2 separate regions of the Sus scrofa genome follow, and region 2 is linked to region 1. A link is a contact called in public Hi-C data. All regions are on one chromosome and are shown on one strand. Each heading gives the region's core, a stretch centred on a gene start, on an enhancer-like site or on the middle of the called end of the contact. The rest is flanking DNA. Distances are from core to core; before and after follow the strand shown.

Evidence for each region. A called contact is a pair of places that touch in the nucleus more often than the background predicts.
Region 2: a contact with region 1 is called in a Hi-C map of skeletal muscle, with 5 times the contacts expected there. The contact joins the promoter of IFI6 here to the enhancer-like site in region 1. A contact is called at or near these places in 15 of 47 Hi-C or Micro-C datasets (blood, brain, embryonic fibroblasts and 9 more) and 1 of 2 datasets of contacts at active chromatin or transcription factors (alveolar macrophages).

The regions. Positions count from the first base shown.
Region 1 is chr6:84,754,833-84,758,276 of Sscrofa11.1, forward strand. AHDC1 (AT-hook DNA-binding motif-containing protein 1) reads right to left here. Exons shown (of 7, transcript XM_021095642.1): 2 at 2,878-3,055. Among named protein-coding and RNA genes, the nearest start is that of AHDC1, 18 kb to the right of the region's middle. Within about 2 kb of position 1,504, at least 40 of the 83 cell types and tissues checked have an H3K27ac peak or open chromatin away from gene starts, as enhancers often do. A contact at or near this core is called in alveolar macrophages, liver, retroperitoneal adipose tissue and 2 more, where this site is marked.
Region 2 is chr6:84,856,234-84,859,677 of Sscrofa11.1, forward strand. IFI6 (interferon alpha-inducible protein 6) reads right to left here and starts at 1,839. Exons shown (of 5, transcript XM_021095660.1): 1 at 1,685-1,839.

The sequences.
Region 1 (3,444 bases), core at 254-2,753:
GCATGTCGTCCTGCCAGGCCTCCTGACTCTGTCTGCTGCTCTCTCTCCTGCAGCCTCTAGCATCTGAGGGAAGCAGCTGGCTCCCCTCCCCACCACACCCAGGCAGCCATTTTCTTGGACCCCTCCCAAGGGCACCCTCTATCCTACGTCTTCGAACCAAGCTAAAAAGGTTCTTCTGTCCGTCTGTCTGCTTCTGGGTCAGTGTGCCTGAGCCTGCCTATGGGGACACCAGCCGGCTGGGAGGGGGCTGGGGGCCCCAACCTGCTGTGCACAGTGCCGGGAAGGGCCAGCCCACATCCTTGAGTCCCCAGCCCCACCCTCCCCGCTGCGGCTGTGACCACCCCACCCCTTCCCCAGCCAGCTCCCCCTCCCCCACCCACAGCCTCCCCAGGGGAGCCAGGCTGCCAGCCCCAGCTCTCACTTCCGGCCTCATGACCCTCTCTCCAGCCTGCATACTCCCCCCCCACACACACACCATTTCCCTCCCAGCCAGGACTGAAGGCCCAGGGATGTCCTCAAATGGAAAACTCTGCACCGAAGGGGCTATTATGGCTGCTGTGAAACCTCCCCCATCATCTCCCTTTCGGGGGGCCTCTATCTCCCAGGACCTGCCCCCACAAGAATGATACATCACTCCTCTCAGTTTCCTTCTCTTCTGCCCCTTCCCACCCACCCAATTGTACCTGAAGATCTTCCAACTTGACTCCAGGCCAAAATCATAAAGAAAAATAACAACAATGAAAGTAATAATGGCAGCTGCCACTTATCTGGCATTTAAATGAAGGCTCAGAGAGGTTAAGTAATGCCCTTAAGAAAATCAGCCATAACAGGGAAGAGCCAGAGTCTGAAGTTCGGCTTATTAGGCTCCTCTAAACCAATCTCTCCTTCACTGTCCAGAGACTCGCCCCCTCCCCTGCAAGCTTCCTCCAACTGCCCTAGTCCCAACCACCAGTTCTAATTTTTGACTTCTAATCTACCCCCTCCCGCCTAGGTCATCCAATGCACTACTCTCCCTCACCACTAGGTGTCCCCTTATAGCCACTGATGCCCCCAAGGGGAGCAAGACCTGCTCCGCCCCCGGGGAGCCATCAGGACAGCCCACCCCACCCCCCACAGCACTGCACACCCCACCCCACCCTACCCCCAGCCACACAGAGCTCCTTTGTGCAGCCCTTGCCCACCCGCTTCCTGCCCAGAGCAGGGCACCTGGCAAGCAGGTCGGCCCTAGACCCGCCCCCTGCCAGCCCCCTGCCCTGGATGCCAGGTGTGTGGGCACTACTGCCAGCTCTGGCTGAACCCAAGGGTCACCCTGCCGGGAGGCCCTCCCTTCCTCCCTCCGAGGTCACCCAGGGACTGTGCTTCCCGCCCTGCTCCGCCCCCATCCCCTCCTGCCCTTGGCCCTTGCAGACTCCCGTCCTTGTCTTTCCTTCTGTGTCCCGGAGGACTCCCCTCCTCCAGCCCCACCAGGCCCTCCCCACAGCCTCTCACCACCGCCCACCTCTTTCCCCTGAGAGCTCCCTGTTCCGCCCCCCCCCTCCCTGCCCAGGTCTGAAGAACTCCTCCTCCTGGAAAGTTGCTGCTGGAAAGGAAGTGACTTCAGCAATTTGGCCACAAGGCTGGGCACTGCTGAGCCCAGCTCAGCTGAAGGCTTGTCCAGCCCACCTCCAAAGCACAAACGGAGCCACGTGCACACGCCACCCCCAGAGTGCAGCCGGAACCCTGAACACTCACTGCCCTAGTGACACTCGGAAGGATATCTGTGTAAACACCCCACCCCACCCCACTCCCGTGTACTCACACAACACCCCAGTGTGTTCAGATTCTTGTCTACACACCTCACCAGTGTACACCAGCACCCTACACACACACACACATACACACACACACACACACACACACACACACACGCCATCCAGTGCAGCATACACAACACTCCAGTCTTCCCATAACCTGCCCAGGGCACACTGAATCCTGCGTGCTCACTCCAATGAACCGCACACACAGTCTCGGAATGTCCCCCAGCCCAGTCCACTTACATAACTCTTGTGTACAGAAGCAAGCACACCTAAGGACAGAGTCCTATACATGCTGGCTTGCACAGAAGCCGGAGTTCTTGCACATGAGATGCCCTGTACGTTTATGGTCGGTACACCTGGCATCCTCCCCTGGCTGAACCTCCCCACCCTTAGGATCCCAGGAGGCCCCACCCCGAGACCTCAGGCCCCAGGAATGCTCTTTTGGAAGTTGGGTGGGGTCCCCAGGCAGGCTGGCTCTAAGGGAGCTTCCTGGAGCCCGAGGCTTCATGTGTCAGTTCAGGGAGTTGCCTCTGCAGGGCAGGGCAGCCCCACCTGGTCTCTGCGGCTCTTGAACCTGGGTGGGCTAATCTGGGCCTAGAGTGGGGAGGTGGGTCCTGCCCCCGCCCCCATCCCACCTCATCCCAGGAGGGCAGCCTAGCTTACCCGAGCCACCCATGTCCTCTCAGCACCTCGCCCTGGCCTCCCAGCTCTCTGCTTCTGCAGACTCTAGAACCCTGAGAGGGGTTCAGCTTCACACAGCAGGCATTCTGGTTTCCACCTCTGCCCTGAGTTCTGGTCACTGTCACAACCCCGTTCCCTTCCCAACTCTTTCAGGCCCTCCAGGTGCAGGGACGAGTCGCCGTACTAGGAGGCAGAACTCTGGGAAACTTGCTGTATATCCGCGGGCCTCACCTTTCTGGATGATGGGGAGTAAGGTGGATGACTATAGTTTGATTCTGGAGGACCTCTTTTTAGCCTAAGCTGGGAGGGGGAAATCCCTGCTGGGACGGGGAGGGAAGTACCCCTGACCCCCACCACTGGGGGGGCCAGGTACAGACCCGGCTTCCCTAGACACTGTTACCTGAGCAGGCTGTGTAGACAAGCCCGGCTCAGCAGGAAAGGTCTGTCTTCGCCAATGATTCCAGGGTGGTCTCTTCGGTGGCCTGAGAGTTGCCCCGAACCCGGGGCCCTCTGCAAGCACTCAGCTGGGCGGGCTCTGGGGTCCAGGCCGATGGGTAGACAGGCAGGCAAGCTCCCATCTGTGGAAGCAAAAACAGCATCTTGACATAAGCCTGGGTACCGGATGAGCCAGGCAGAGGGACTGGGAGGCCATCCTAGATGGGGTCTACTCTTGCACATGAGGAAATTGGTGCCAACCTCAATTCCCCGGGGAGTGCGAGCCTGTCTCTTGAGACCCCAGGCAGTACTTTGCACGGGTAGGTACGTGTACACGTGAACAGGAACACCCACGCTCTGGTGGAGAGAATTTGGCCTTGGGAGTCAGAATGGTCCTTGGCTCAATTCTCATCAACTGGGTGATCTCGGGCAAGTCAGGGAACCTCTCTGGCTCTCAGTTTTCTCATCTATAAAATGGGGAGAGCTTACGGATGGGGAGAAGCGCTCCGGGGAAGCTACACGTGCTAAGGGC
Region 2 (3,444 bases), core at 589-3,088, 100 kb after region 1:
CCGGATGCCGAGGGAGCGGCCCTAGAAAAGGCAAAAAAAAGACAAAAAAAAAAAAAAAAAAAAAAAAAAGGGAGCAGTTCCTGCCACACCGGAAGGAGCTGAATCCTCTTCTGGCACAGTCCCTGGCACGTTGTGTGCACTCACCAGAGTCAGCTAGTGTTATTAGTGTGGCTTCTGTTATTGGCTTTGTCTGGCCTTGAGCAGGATACCTGGGACTTCCTGGAGCCTCAGTTTCCCTATCCCTAAGGTGGGAGTATTAATAGAACCTATTTCTGGCTGGGTGGCTGTGAGTTTTGAAACTGTTCACCACTGTATCCCTAGCATTTAGAACAGTGCCTGTCACACAGAATTTTCTACACAATGGTTGTTGCTACACTTCTCCCCCCCCCCGCCCCCCGCCCCGCATTCTCGGCCTGTGGAAGTTTGGAAGTTCCTGGGCCAGGGGTCCAACCTGCACCACAGAAGTGACTCAAACCACAGCAGTGGCAATGCCAGATCCTTAACCCACTGAATCACCAGGGAACTCCTGATAGACTTATTCTTACAATGCATTGAATATTTACAGGCACCAAACACTGATCTCATATTCGTTTTTCAGAAAGAAAGGAGGGTAAAGGAGCTAGCCCAAGGTCACAGAGCAAATTGTGCAGCCTAGACACATCTCAGGTCTGTCAGAATCCAAAACCTATGCTATTTCCATGACACTACAAAATAGGAGAACACATATCCCCCCCAACTCTAATGTGATCTTTGTCTGCTTAATGCTTTTTCCTTGAATTAAAAACAAACAACAACAAAACCCCCAACAATTTCCCCTATGTTGAGTACTTACTTAGCACTTTCTGGCACAAAGTTATGTATACCCATAACAACCCCATGAAGTAGGTGCCGTTATTCTTTTTTTTTTTTTTTTTTGTCTTTTGCCATTTTCTTGGGCCGCTCCCACGGTATATGGAGGTTCCAGGCTAGGGGTCGAATCAGAGCTGTAGCCGCCAGCCTACGCCAGAGCCACAGCAACTTGGGATCGGAGCCGCGTCTGCAACCTACACCACAGCTCACGGCAATGCTGGATCCCTAACCCACTGAGCAAGGCCAGGGATCAAACCTGCAACCTCATGGTTCCTAGTAGGATTCGTTAACCATTGTGCCACGGCGGGAACTCGGGTGCCGTTATTCTCAACCACGTATTATACATAAGGAAACTCAAACTCAGAAAAGTAACACTCCCAGGCCTGCCCAGCTGTAGCAGAATCAGGATTTAAAGCCATAATTGACTGATGCCCAGACCCACACTTTGGAGGTTTACTTCAGATCCTGTCATCTATCCTCAAAGATAAACTCACTGTCACAGTAGATCCTAGGATAAAGGGCTTTCAGAGATCATCCAGTCCCTTGGGCAGGTAAAGTAGCTTGATCCTTATTTCACAGATGAGGAGTCAAAGGGACAGGATTAAGGCCATATACTGTTGACATGGCACCTATAAGCGAAGTCTCATAGCTCCTGCAGCTTAGCATCCCAACCCCTAAAAGCCCACCAACCCATGCCCTCAGACCAGTCTTAGTCCAGGACACTAAAGGGGACTCAATGGTGTAGCCTCCCTGAGGAATGGGCATCCTGGCCCTCATGGCCTGAGGCTCACAGGCAGGCAGCCTGACACCCACACCTTATAGCTTCTGGGTTTACCTTGAAGAGAGCAGAAAAGAAATCTTCTTGCCTGGAGCCTGCTGATAGATGGCAGTAGCAGTGAGATAACGGCTCTCAGGCTGGATTTTTATAATCCTTCCCACTGCTGTAACTCTCCTCCCCAAGTGGCCAATTGCTGTCAAGTTTCCAGTTTCAGTTTCCATTTCCAGGGTTCTACAGTGTCTTGTCTCCTCCCTACAGCTCTGCTCAGTGACAATATCTCTGCTGAGCTGCTTAGTGGCCAGACAGTATAATTCAAGCCAGTGACTTTCCAAACAGCTAAGAGTATTCAAAGCAGGTCACATTAGGGTGGGGTCCACAGCCCTGCAGGGCTTAGTGAAGCCAGACCACCAGCACCTCTTGGGGCACAAGGTCTTTCACAATTCGAGTCAATTAATAATAATGCCCACAAGAGTTTCCATTGTGTCTCAGTGGAAACAAATGCGACTAGGAACCATGAGGTTGCAGGTTTGATCCCTGGCCTCGCTAAGTGGGTTAAGTAGCCAGCGTTGCCATGAGCTATGGTGTAGGCCAACAGCTGCAGCTCCAATCCAACTCCTAGCCTGAGAACTTCCATATTCCATGGGTGCGTCCCTGAAAAAACAAAGTAATAATCATGCCTGCATTTATTGAGCACTTGCTGCATACAAGGGCCTGGAAAGAGATCCAATCCCACAAGTCTTGTGACTACCGTCATTTGTGTACAGACCTATTTTGCAGAGGAGATTAAAGCTTGTGGAAATGAAATCACTCCATTCCATTGTTCTCTCAGGCTGGCTGCTTCTGGGTGATGGGTATATGGTAAGACCGGTGACGCCCACGTTCAGAGGCCATTGCCACACATTTAATTTGCCATTAAAATGGGTCTTCTAGCCCTGGGTAATGGATTGCGCTTTCTTTCTTTCTTTCTTCCTTTCTCTCTCTCTTTTTTCTTTTTAGAGCCACACCCAAGGCATATGGAAGTTCCCAGGCTAGGGGTGGAATCAGAGCTGTAGCTGCCAGCCTACACCACAGCCACAGCAACACTGGATCTGAGCAGTATCTGTGACTGTTGCTTGCAGCAATGCCAGATCCTTAACCCGCTGAGCCAGGCCAGGGATCGAACCCGAATCTTCAGGAACACAATGTCAGGTCCTTAACCCGCTGAGCCACAACAGGATCTCCAGATTGAGTATTCTTTAAACTTTCAGATATTATTGCTTGCAGAACTAGAAGTACAATCCATATTTGGAGTACATAACAATTCCAGGAAAATGAATCATTGCTTTCTCCAAAGTGGAAGGGGACTGATGTAACTGACCTGCCACCACAGTGCTGGCTGCTCTCTCTGACCAATGTTGCTATGCTGCTGCCTGCTGCTGGCTGGTGGGCTATTTGTTGGCCATTGTTAGATCAGCCTTGGTGAAAGGGATGCCAAGTTGTTGGGTCCATTCATAGCCTCCATCCTTGCCACCATGGCCACCCTTTTATGAGTCTTTTGCAAAGTAGCAGGGTAACTAAGTTTACAGGCGGGCTGACATCCACAGGATGGGATATCTGACCATCTGGCTGGAGAGCCTCATCTGCAGTAGGAGGTCAATGGTGAGCAAAAATGTGAGACACAAAGATCTGCATACTTTTCACTAACTCCTGTTAATCCATCTATATGCCACTTACACAGATCTGCTTATCTCCAATGTTCCACTTTACTTTTCTTTTCTTTTTTTTTTTTGTCTTTTCAGGGCCAAACCCATAGCATACGGATGTTTCCAGGCTAGGAG